Linked DNA regions of Rattus norvegicus: all the other regions are linked to region 2. Evidence: chromatin contacts called from public Hi-C data. All regions are on one chromosome and are shown on one strand. The core of a region is the stretch at or near the end of the contact, and the rest is flanking DNA. Distances in the headings are between cores, read along the strand shown.

Region 1 (3,872 bases), core at 247-2,746, 230 kb before region 2:
CTAATCTCTGGCCTCCCAGGACACCAGCTCACTTGTGCATATCCACATGCACACACATAATTAAAAACGATAACACTAAATCTTTAAATGTAATCACTTCTCCCTCAGGAACTGACCCTTAACTCTCTCCTTTGCACACTGTCTCTCTCCTTGGGACACTGTCCCCATCCTCCTACCCCTACCAGAATACCACCTAGCCTTTGAGTCCTCGAGAGGACCCTCATCCATACTTCTACCCACGTTCCATTAAGGTGTGAAAGCTTCCAGAACACTGGGTCTGGCTGGGTCCTTCACCCATTCTGAATGTCCCTCACCTTTGTAGGATCCACACACCAGAGACAGCCCGGCTCCTCTCAGAAGCCTTGTGGGTCCAAGCCCCCACCTCAGTTATTTGGTACACAGTTCCTGGGTGCCTAACTTCAAGTCACAGTGGGGATGAGAGTCATGTCAAGTCATGACAATGACTCACCAGTAGCCCTGTGGCTGCCATTGAGTCTTGGCATCTGTGAGGGTCTCCACCCGGCTCCCACCCAGCAGGCACAGACACACCCCAGCAGGTCCTTTCCCAATTTCTGTCCTCATTTCAACTCATTTTTCTCTTTACCAGGAGTATTGTTTCTTCCTGCTTTTTTAATTTTGGCCCGTTATGGAGGGAGGGGTACAGGGGAACTGGCTACCTTCTCCAGGCCTCTTCTTTCCCACGTGTTGTGCCCTCCCCGCCCCCCACTAGCCACACCCAGAAAGATGGAAAGCCTCTTTCCAGCACCTCTGTCCCCACCCTGCTCTCCAGAGCCAATGAGACCGCAGAGGTGAGAAGCTGCCACCCACCCCAGTGCCTGCCCCATCCTGTGTCGCTGCACCCACCCAGCTTGTACCTCTGAGCCTGAGGTCAGAGCAGGCAGAGCAGAGGGTGGCTGTGGACACCCCCCCCCCATCCCTGAGGCTGCCTGCAACCCTTCTGGGAAGCATTTCAACCTCTTACCAGCAAGAACTGCCCTGGTTGCTATGGTTACAGTAGAACCACCCACCCACCCACCAAGGCCTCCCAGGACAGGATCCCCAGGTACAACTCCCCACCCCCAGTACTCACAGTATAACCAGGCGAGTCCCCAGGGCATGATGGTGCACTGGGTGCCCCCTGAGAGCAGAGGCACTGTCCCCAGCAGTGTATCCGGAAGCCTGAGCCAGGGCCTACATGGCCTCAGGTCAGCAAAGGTGGCCACCAAGTCCAGGAAGGGCTGCCCCAGGCTGAGAGGGGGCAGGTACTCCTGGGGTAGCTACCGGCCGCCCTATCTGCTTGTCAGGGTAGAGGACAGCCAGGGGGCGGTGGCTGGGAGCTCCATTGCGGCTCAGGAAGTGGTGTGAGACAGTGGCTTTGGGGTCTCAGGAGGAGGAGGAAGAGGGAGAGGAGAAGGAGGAGGAAGAGAAGGGAGTCCCCAGCAGGCCTCTTGGAATCTGGGGCTGGGTGGCGCTTTCTCTGGTTTCTCCCGACTGCAGCTGCTCAGTGTGAAGTCTAGCTCTGGAAAAAGAAGGAGGAGAGAGAGACTGATTATGTAAGAGTATCGCTGCCACTCAGCCACCAGCCAGGAAAGGAAGACCCACCATGCACACTGTCCCCGCTGTCGGTACTGAGACACCCAGCCCTGTCTCCACGCATAGGAGATGACGCCAAGGCATAGGAGATGACTGCCTGGAACCAAGGAGTGAGTCTGACAAGTCTGACAGCCTTGAGCTGGGACTGAAGGAGCAGCAGAGCTCACAATCTGGGAGGCTGCCTGGAGGAGGTGAGATGCCCGGTCAAATCCAATCAATACATGCTTCAGGGGAGATTATGGAGTAGAAGATGTCCCACCCTGCAGTCACCGCCATTTAGTTCCTTCCTGTCACCCACCTGTGTCCCCTGTGAGGTAAAAGCTGACAGACCGGTTTAATTTGAATTCCAGATAAACGAACACTCTTTCTAGTGAGGTGTTTGACGTGTAGTGTTGTAGACAGCGAATATTGCATGGGGCATACTTGTGCCAATAAACAAGCAATCAAACGAATAAATAAATATCAGAGCCAGGTGTAGCACACAACAGGGTAGTCACAGCACCCTAGAGACTGACGCAGGAGGACGGAGAGGCCAGACAGAGCTGCACAGCAAGACTCATCTCTAAAGAACAGACAAAAGACTGGGTTGGTGGTGCCCATCTTTAATCCTAGCAAAGGCAGAGGCAGGTGGATCTCTGAGTTTGAGGCCAGCCTGGTCTACACAGAGGAAGGGGGGAAAAAGCATGTGTGAGGAATTCAAACTGGCCTGTCGCCCTGAAAGTCGACACAGGGCCCAGCAAATTGTGGGCTGTGGTTCCATTTTGCAGATGAGGTGGAGGTGGTCATCGGCAGAGCCGGCTTGGGAAACTCAGTTTCTCACTGTGTGTTTTCCCCTCCCTTGGATGAGGACAAATGGCCACAATCTGAGGGCCTGGTGGGAACAGGTGTGGTGGGGGAGGCTTCTCTGTCCTTGCAGAAAGTACCAAACTGACCCTTGGGCCCCCGGAGCAGCTTAGTGGTAGAGAGCTTGCTGAGTAGACAGGAAGTCCTGGGGTCAAGGCCCGGCAAAGAAAAAGCTAGGAGGCAGGAAGACCAAGGCCAGCCTGGCCTGCCCAAGTAATTCCTGGCTAAGGCTAGCCTGGGCTACATAGCAAGACCCTGTCCGAAACAAAACTGCAAAGCAGACATGCTAGCTCTCATGCCCAAATCCTCCAATGCAGGCAAGGCCACATACAATGAAGCACATTGTTCAAAATTACCCTGGGTTAAGACCCTGGACCCTTCCCTCTTCTGACCCTCTCCCTGCCCCTCCTCCTCTTCCCCATCCCACCCTGGTGACCTTCCTATTACAGGCTCATTATGAATACTAACTATGCCCCCTCCACCAAGACCTAGTCTCATATTAGCTCCAGTTGACCTCAAACACACTGGCTATACATCCGAGGATGACCTTGAACTTCTGATCTTCCCGTCTGTACCTCCTTGGGAGCTGGACTTACAGGCATGCATCACCACACTCTGTTTACACAGCGATGGAGCTGGAACCCAGGACTTCATGCATGCCAGACAAGCACTGTAAACAAGTACATCCCCAGCCCCAACGAGAGCTTCTCGTTATTTTGTGCATGCTTACGGAATCTCATATCCATTTATGTATCGATATATCTTATCTATATAATTTTTTTGACAAATTCATAGAGGCATGTAACCACTACAGTAATCCATCAATAAAACACTTCTTCCTCCCAAACACCCCACCTCTGTTGCTCTGTAGGGATGCTCCTTCCACAGCAGTCCTACAGCAACCCATCTGTTTCCTGTCCAGCACTCCCCACCCCACCATGCCACACCAATGCAATCTTGAAGTGTAGATTTTGCACCAATGCATGACATGGTGAACTTGGGTGCTGTCATGTTGACGTGCACGTTAATAGTTTTCTCTTTCTCCATGCTCAGGAACAGTCCCTTATATGGACAGATCACCGTGTGTCTACCCACCAATAACGAAGCATCTGAGTCTACCTGGTCTTTGATGAGCCTGAAGAAGGCTATTTTGGTGTGGACGAGGTTTCCATCTCTTTTGAGTCCTTCTGTAACGTTGAATAATGTCCCACTGTCCTTTAGACCGTTGGGGCTCTGCACGCCAGTCAAAAACCTGGGCTATCCACCACCATTACTTAGTCCTCAGCTCTCCCATGCTTCCTCACACAGCCACACGCAACCAAGAGGTTCTCCACCAGGTCCAAATAGAAGCACTCCTGTTGCACCTTCTCTCTGTGTGTGCAGGTGCATGCCCAGAGGCACACGCAGAGGCCACAGGAGATGTTGGGTGTCCAATC
Region 2 (4,441 bases), core at 1,512-4,011:
GTCCACTCGATGGTATGTATAATGAAAGACAAGCTCCTGAGAGGTTCACCTGACGTAGGAAGACCTACACTGAAGTGCAGGCTGCACCTTTCCCAGCCCTAGGGTCCAGGATTGAATGAGGAGTGAATGCAAGCAGCTGCAGCAGCGTCTCTCTCCTGACTTGAGGATGTGGCACAGTTCCCTGCACCATGCCTTCCACCATTACAGACCATGTGCCCTTCTTAAACTAGGAGGCAAAAATACTTTGTGTGTGTGGGGGTGGGGGTGGGGGGGTTGTCTATGACATGGCTCTTTGTGTAGCCATGGATGTTCTAGAACTCAACAGGTAGACGAGAATGGCCTCAAACTCAGAGATCCACCTGCCTCTACCTCCTGAGTACTGGACTGAAGGCACGTGCCACCTCACCAAGCCGAGATAAACTCTTGCTCTTGTCATGTATTTGTATTTTGCCACAGCAAAGACAACAGCATCTAAGACAGATGATTTAGGTTCCCGGAACCTTGGGTCTGTCCCCAAGATCCCTAAGTTAACATCATGGGTTATTGGTGTTTACAGACAGGGTCTTTGTGCATAGCCTTGGGTCCTTGAACTCAGAGATGATTCACCTGTTTCAGCTTCCCATGTGCTGATATTAAAAGTGTGAACCGGGCTGGAGAGATGGCTCAATGGTTTAAGAACATGGACTGCTCTTCCAGAGGTCCTGAGTTCAATTCTCAGCAACCACATGGTGGCTCATAACCATCTGTAATGGGATCTGATGCCCTCTTCTGGTGTGTGTGAAGACAGCGACAATGTACTCACATAAAATAAAATATTAAACAAAAGTGTGAACCAACAACACACCTGGGGACTGTTACTCTTCCTAGAGTCACTGTACTGACTTTGCCAAGTGGTAATGTCCTTCCCAAGTTGCCCTCTCCAACCGACCTACTGTGCGCTCCTGTGCATTACGGAGTTCCTACTGCTGCGAGGAAACAGCATACCAGGACAATCTACACAAGCGCTCCTCGGGCTCGTGGTTCTAGCGTTAGTCTAGCGATAAGGGTCCATGAAGCAGAGCAAAGCATGGTGACCGGGGCTGGGTGCTGAAGGCCTACATCTTTAACTGTACTGGAAATCAGGCAGCCTCTAAGGGACATACTTTCCCCAGCAAAGCCAAACCTCCTAAGACTCCCTAACCAGTAGCACCAAATGGGGACCAAGTGTCAAAATGTCCAAGTCTATGGGGAACGTCTCATTTAAACTACCAGTTTAAGAGTTTAGGAACCAGGTTTTCTACAGAAAAAGCAGGTGAACACAATTTCTCCTTTAATGGGGGAGAGGCCATGAGAAAGCAGACAAACCTGGGAAAGGTATCACACACCTGTAGTCCCAGCACTTAGGAGGCAGAGGCAGGTGGATCTCTGAGTCTACAGAGCAAATTCCAGGACATCCAGGACTACACATAATTAAACTGGAGAAGAAAAAAAACCCCAAACCTCGCAGTCACTACCTTTTAGGAATAATCACTAGATTTGAGACTTCAGACGCGACTCATAGGATTGCTCAGTGGGTAGCTCACGTTACTAACCCCAACAAATTGAAGAAAGAGAATTACCCTCACAAGTTATCTCCTGACCTCCACACATGAACTGTAGCACATGCATGCTCAAATTACACATGTACATACACAAAGCAAATCCAAACAAAAACAAACAAACAAACAAAGAAACAGAAAAACAATTGCTGCTGGTTCTTCTACTGAACTGGTTCAGCGGTTAAGGGAGCTTGCTGCTCTAGCAGAGGGCCAGCACAAGTTTGAAATCCCAGCTCCAGGGGATCCAACACCCTCTTTCTAACATATGCAGGCACAAGTGTGGTGCACAGATACACACAGGCAAAACACCACACACACACACACACACACACACACACACACACCCCATATTTATTAAAAGTATTGAGGCCACCCTGAGTTAAACAGTGAGGCCAGTTGGGCTGTGTCAAAAACAAAACAAAGGCCGCAAATCGGTAACCCAAACACTAAGAGGAGGCAAAGAGATAGGAATTCAGGCTCTCATGGCCGGTCTCAGCTACACAGCAAGTCAGAGGGCAGTCTGGGCTACACTATCTCGAACCCTCCACCGTTCACCCAAAAAAACTCAAAATCAAAACAACCTAATAAATAAAACTAAACGTCACTTAAAATAGTAACTAAACATGTATGTGTTGCTAAGTGAAGCATTAACACAAACAAAAAAAAACCTGGTATTCTGGAGAGCTTCAAACTGCCAACTGTCAGTTAAGCATGATTGCAGTGACTGTTAGGTGAAAAACAGCATGAACTCACTCAAAAACTGTCCCTCAACAATAAAAAAAAAAGAGAATTTTATGTTGCCATTTCTTATAAGAAGTCAAGAGAAGGGCCAATTTGGAGCCTCACACACATAATGAGGTACAGAGTCACCGCGGGAGCAACTTTTTAGTCCAAACTCGGATAAGCAGCTCACTGCGGGTTTTCTTCGCTCTAGGAGCAAATCAGCACTAAGTGATCGCCCGCAGCAGACTCCAGTGTGCGCGGGCCCGCCAGACTCGGAGGTTCGGGTGCTGGAAACTGGGTCCTCCTCAGTCCCCCATCCCCGCCAGGCCACTGACCGACTTGACAGCGGCTTCCTGCTCGTCCACCGCCAGCGCCCAGGAGTCGGTGGCCATGGTCCCCAAGACGAGCCGACCTGCAGAGAGGCTCCGCACTCCAACACCAGCGTTGAGTCCCAACCCGCGCCAAGTGCCACTAGTGCGGAGCGGAAAAAGACCTGCGCGAAGTTGACGTCAGTTCCGGCCCCTCGTGGCCGTCTTCCACCGGCGCTCCGCCCAGAGGAACATAAGCGTGCTTAGCTTAGCGCTTTAGAGTCCTACTTCGCTTATCCCGGAATTCGAAGCCAGCCTGATCTACCGAGAGAGTTCCAGGACGGCCAGGGCCCCCCGCCCCCCCCCCCCACACACACACACACAAACCGTGCCTCGAAACGCTAAAAAAGAAAAAAGAAGTCCCATTTCGCTAGGTGCAATCTCTTTGAGTTAAGGTTCTAGAGCCCTGCAAAGAGTTACTTAGTATTCGCTCCATCACTTAATTTCATACTAAAATTCTTCCCTATTTTGGTTTTGAAACAAGGCTACCTTTCTTTAATCGTCTTAAACGCCAAGATTACAAGGGATCGGACGCTCTCTAGTGGCCTTTGCGGTCATAGACACACATGCACACACACACTTAAAAATAAGATGAGCTGGGCTGGAGAGATGGCTCAGTGGTTAAGAGCACTGACTGCTCTTCCAGAGGTCCTGAGTTCAAATCCCAGCAACCACATGGTGGCTCACAACCATCTGTAATGGGATCTGGTGCCCTCTTCTGGTGTGTCTGAAGACAGCTGCAGTGTACTTACATATAATAAATAAATAAATCTTAAAAAAAAAAAATGAGCTGATCGATGGTGGCACTTGCTTTTAATCCCAGCACTTGGGAGGCAGAGGCCACCAGAGCAAATTCCTGGACAACCAGGGCTACACAGAGGAAACCCTGTCTCCCCCCCCCCCAAAAAAAAAAAACAATTAAAAACAACAGAGTTACATCCTATTTGTGTGGGTATGTATTTAGTTTTTGGTTTTTGAGACAAGAATCTCATAGCCTTTTTTTCTGCCTCTGCCTCCCAGATACCGGGAAAAGAGAAGTGCTTTCCGCCTGTGATGCTGTTGGGATACATTTTAAGTCCTGATAGTTGTGTAAAGCTGTTTGAATGATTTGAACAGGAGCTTCACCAAAAAAAAAAAAAAAAAAAAAAAAGAGGCTCTTAAAATAGTGCAAAATTGGGGCTGGGGATTTAGCTCAGTGGTTAGAGTGCTTACCTAGGAAGCGCAAGGCCCTGGGTTCGGTCCCCAGCTCCGAAAAAAAGAACCAAAAAAAAAAAAAGTGCAAAATTAGGAATGGCAGTGAACACTTTTAACTCCTGTACTTGGGAGGTGTAGGGAGGGAGAGAGTGCAAGGCCAGTCTCTGCTATGAGACCTAGTCTCAAAACACATGTATTTCCAGTCTAGCTATCCACTGTCTTCTGTCTTGAAATTTCACTACAAAGCATACCTGTTCTAGTACCAAGAACATGGTTCTTTCTTCAGTGTGTCTGCTGGGACATAATTCTTAGAGAAGACATGGTATCCGGGAACAATTAAGGAGTTCAAGTTTTGGGTTGGGGATTTAGCTCAGTGGTAGAGCGCTTGCCTAGGAAGCGCAAAGCCCTGGGTTCGGTCCCCAGCTCCGAAAAAAAAGAACCAAAAAAAAAAAAAAAAAAAAAAAAGAAAGGAGTTCAAGTTTTGAGTTGTCGTGGGTTTGCAAGACATTTAGGGTTTGGTTTGATTTGGTTTTGATTTTTCAAGAAAGGTTTTCTCCGTGTAGCCTTCACTTGCACTCA
Region 3 (4,192 bases), core at 257-2,756, 140 kb before region 2:
ATACCATTATTTTATGTCCTCTCTTTAACCAAAGGATGAATTTTCTGAGAAACCAGTAACAAGACGGTTTTCTGCTAAAAATACAGAGAACCTCACTCAATGCCTATAATTAGCCAAACTGTTAACACACTATGTAAGTGAATGAGTTATACCTCTTAAGACTTGTTCCTAATGGTCGAACTGGCATTGGCAACTTGAGGGATTTAAAATTTAATACTTGTTAAATTAAACTTTTAGAGGACGCCTCACAATTTACAAGACTGTCATGTGTGAGTTACAGTTGCACCATAAGCAGCCAAAGTTATGTTATGACTTCGGGGGTGGGGGTGGGGAGGTGGTACCTAGGTCCAGCTTCCCCTTGTACCTAAGGCTCTATAAAGAGAACTTGGTATTTGTGGCGACGAGAATGAACCCCAGAACCTTGCGCAAGTGCTCTACTAGGTACTGATAGAGGATTAAAATGAGCACCTACGCATTCAGTAAACACTTAAACAAACGGATTTCCACGCATATTGAAGAGGTGCATCCTGGAGGACTATCGGTATCTGTAACTTTAACCGCCAAAACTTGGGAGATCTCTCCTCCCCGCCACTGCCTGTGATTTCTCCCGTTTCAACGTCACCTCATTTTTTTTTTATCTTGCAAAATTTTCAGATAGGTACTATTTGCCTTCTTTTTTTCTTTTACAGTAATAAAGGTTCAGAAGAGAAACACCATTTTGCCCAACTATCAGAGCACAAATCCAAACCAGAGCCCGGGCTCCGAGGCCAGAAACATGTTATTTACACATTCTGAATAGCTGAGTTTTTACACCTTATTATTCCCTCGGTAGAGCCTCCTTATGTAGCCTCGGTGGGACTCCCACTTCCGAGAATACTTCAACTACCCCGCGTGGTGGAAATACACGAGTGTGCCGCCACGTCAGACTTGCAAGCCTTAAAGGACTCGTCCCCACTCTGAGAACAGAAGTGGGAGAAGAGCCCACGAGGCCATTTGCGGACCGCAAGCATTTTCCTAATTTCACGCCTACCGAACCACTCGGGCCTAAAACTGCTTCTGTGGCTCCCGCCAAAGTGCCGGGCAGCTCTCTCCTGTGATCGCTCTCCACTTCCTCCGCTACAGAGAAACTGTGAGGCCACTTCTTTACCCTGCTGCAAGAAGGATGGCTTCGATACCCGACGGATGCTGAATCCCTTCAAGGCCTAAGCCACCACCACTGCCAACCCGCCGGCGTCCGCCATTAGCCTTTCACGATGGGCCTTCGCGTGCCGCGCGACGGAGAAAAAGGTATCCAGCTTCCGCCTGATAACTATATGTGTAATTTTAAGTGCTCCATCTTGCTCCTGCAGTCTTTTAAGTTATCTAAAACTTATACTTTACTGTAAGTTTTCTGTAAAACAGAAGGTTAATTTTAAAAATAGACTTAAAATGTTTTTGATCGGGCATTTCTATGGACAGTCCCAAAGGTTGCCGCGCCAGCGCAGAGGGGACCTCGCGAGCCCGGAAGCGCCGAGTGGGCACCAAGATGGCGGATGTGGAATCCCCTCCGAAGTTGTCAGGAGCGCCTCCACCACCTGAGGGGGTGGGAGGAGGTCACTGCTCCGAAATCTCCACCGAGCTCATTCGCTCTCTGACAGAGCTGCAGGAGCTGGAAGCTGTGTACGAACGACTCTGCGGCGAAGAGGTGAGGAGCTGATCCTCCTTTTTCCTGGACGACCCAGTGGCAGAAGACATAACAAGCAACTGTCTCTACTAGGGAAAACTAAAAAGCACCTTCCCAAGACGCTTTAGTGTAGTTGGGCATTTGGGTACACCTGTCAGTTCTACACACTCAAGCTTATATGGCCTATTACCTGGACTACTTCCTTGTCTGCCTCCGTATTGAATTCCCTGTGGAGTAAAACCGGAAGCGGTGTATGTATTCACATATATGTGTTATATGTATACGTACATATGTATACACCAAATGGCTTTATTTCAGAATAAGAATTGCTTCGTCTTGGGAAGTGAAACGTTATGAAAGTTCCGTCTCGACCCATTTACACGAGAAGTTCATGCAAATTATCTTGAAGTTTTAAACCGTAATCTTGGAGGGAATAATTATGTATGTAATTTTACCATTTCAGTTAAGTGTAGGAGTTTGGACATTTTCTTATTTTGAGACAGCCTCTGTGTCGTCCATATTATCTTCAAATTTGCCACCTTCCTACAGCAACCTCAGAAATTTCCCAAGCTCCTGTCATTATAGGTGAGCTCACAGCTTGCTAGAAGTGTCAAAGCTCCCTGTTAGGAGTTTGAATTTTTTTAAAAATTTATTTATTACATATAAGTACACTGTCACTGTCTAAAGACACACCAGAAGAGGGCATCGGACCCCATTACAGATGGTTGTGAGCCACATGTTGTTGTTGGGAGTTGAATTCCTCTGGAAGAGCGGTCAATGCTCTTAATCACTGAGCCATCTCTCCAGCCCAGGAGTTTGACTTTTTAACACTAAGGCACAGCTGCCTGGTCTCAGACAAGCCATTTCATCTCTTGTACCTTGGATGTATTACGAGCAATAGGTGTGGACAGGATTCTGATTCCTTTCAATTGATAGCATGCTATATCTCTTTATACTTCTGTGACATTTCCATGGCAATCTGGTGCTGACAGTTCACTTTCCAATGTGTACATGGATTCCTTGGAAGTCAGAAGATGTAAACTCTGACCTAAAAGTTTGGCAGCTGTTTTTCAAAGTGAACTTTTTTTTCTTTTTAGACATGGTCTAACTAGCCCTACCTGGCCTGGAACTCACTGTATAGATCGGGCTTGCAATGAACTCCGTAATCTGCCTGCCACTGTCACTCAAGTGCTGAGATTGATGTCACGCAGTTCTCAGAGCACTTTTTTTTTTTTTTTTTTTTTTTTGGTTCTTTTTTTGGAGCTGGGGACCGAACCCAGGGCCTTGCGCTTCCTAGGCAAGCGCTCTACCACTGAGCTAAATCCCCAACCCCTCAGAGCACTTTTAATAGAGGAAAAGACAGTGTTTTCAAATATTGCCTTGCATCAATTCTAGCAGTTTCTCATACTTCCTGTACAAGAAGTGCTTTGAAGTTCACTGCTCTTGATTTAACATTTCTAACTTAATACTCATTGAATCAATTAATACATTGGGGAAATTTTTGAGATCTTTTAAAATGAAGTAGTGTTTGCTCTGTGTTTGTATTTAATGACTGTATGGAAATTTTCCTCTGCATCCTTCTTAGACTACTTTTATTAAACTATGTAGCTAATACTGTTAAATTGTTTACTGCATACTGTGTTATGCACTTTTATTATTCTGTTTCAATTACACAGAAACCCTATAAGGTACATATTGCTCTCCCTACACTGTAATCTCAGCATGCAGGAGGCTGAGGCAGTAGGATTTCAAGTTCATGAACTACACAGAGACCCCTTCTCAAGGGTACATAAATTGATGTAGCACAATAAATGCCATCATTGGCATAGAAATATAGTCACCCCCTCTGAATATAAATATGCAGGAAGAAAGGGTTAAAAAAAACCCTATGGTCTCTTTGGAAATTTTATTTCTTTAGCTACTATATTTTATTTTGTTCTTTTTAAAAATTTATGTGAATGGGAAAGCAAGTGTGTCATACCACAAGTGTAGAAGGGGGCGGGGACAACTCTCAGAATCGGTCTCTTCTTCTACCATGTAAATGCTGAGGATCAAATTCTAGTCATCAGACATGGAGGCAGGAGTCCTCTCTCCAGTCCTTATTTTGATTCTGAGACAGGATCTCAAATTGGCTTCTCATCCTCCTGCCTGTCTCTTGAATACTGGGATAACAAGGGAACATCACGCATCTGGATTAGCCACTAAATTTTAGAGCCTCTTTGTTTGAAACACTCTACAAGTAATAATGAATAAATATTTGTTCCCATTGAATTATTCATCTGCTAGATGGAATAAGATACACACACAATAAACCAAGTAGAGGGCACATGCATAATCCTAGTACTTGGGAAGTAAGGAAAGAACAAGAATTCAAGGTCATCCCATGTTTCAAAACAAGTGAAGGACCATCCTGGGTTACATGAGATCTTGTATCAAAACAAGCATGAGAAAGATTACACAGCTAATTATTTAATCCAACAAAACAAACCAAAGCAGTATTGAAGTCCAAAGGGACAATAGTGGCGGGGA

What was found. Hi-C and Micro-C count contacts between places; a contact is called where the count stands out from the background.
Region 1: a Hi-C map of Schwann cells shows a contact between it and region 2, with 7 times the contacts expected there. The contact joins the promoter of Il34 here to the promoter of Ddx19a in region 2. A contact is called at or near these places in 10 of 12 Hi-C or Micro-C datasets (the A7r5 cell line, the Rat2 cell line, Schwann cells and 6 more).
Region 3: a Hi-C map of psoas muscle shows a contact between it and region 2, with 1.9 times the contacts expected there. The contact joins the promoter of Cog4 here to the promoter of Ddx19a in region 2. A contact is called at or near these places in 4 of 12 Hi-C or Micro-C datasets (Schwann cells, hepatocytes, mammary epithelial cells and 1 more) and 1 of 1 datasets of contacts at active chromatin or transcription factors (oligodendrocytes).

What each region holds. Positions count from the first base shown.
Region 1 is chr19:55,637,109-55,640,980 of GRCr8, forward strand. It overlaps Il34 (interleukin 34), which reads right to left and starts at 1,497. Exons shown (of 6, transcript NM_001025766.1): 1 at 1,091-1,497. The coding sequence starts at 1,118. It overlaps LOC134483366 (a long non-coding RNA gene), which reads left to right and starts at 1,646. Exons shown (of 2, transcript XR_010060230.1): 1 at 1,646-1,784; 2 at 3,490-3,872.
Region 2 is chr19:55,869,448-55,873,888 of GRCr8, forward strand. It overlaps Ddx19a (DEAD-box helicase 19A), which reads right to left and starts at 2,762. Exons shown (of 12, transcript NM_001005381.2): 1 at 2,636-2,762. The coding sequence starts at 2,692.
Region 3 is chr19:55,728,372-55,732,563 of GRCr8, forward strand. Cog4 (component of oligomeric golgi complex 4) reads left to right here and starts at 1,507. Exons shown (of 19, transcript NM_001108449.1): 1 at 1,507-1,684. The coding sequence starts at 1,526. Sf3b3 (splicing factor 3b, subunit 3) reads right to left here and starts at 1,250. Exons shown (of 26, transcript NM_001106187.2): 1 at 1,148-1,250.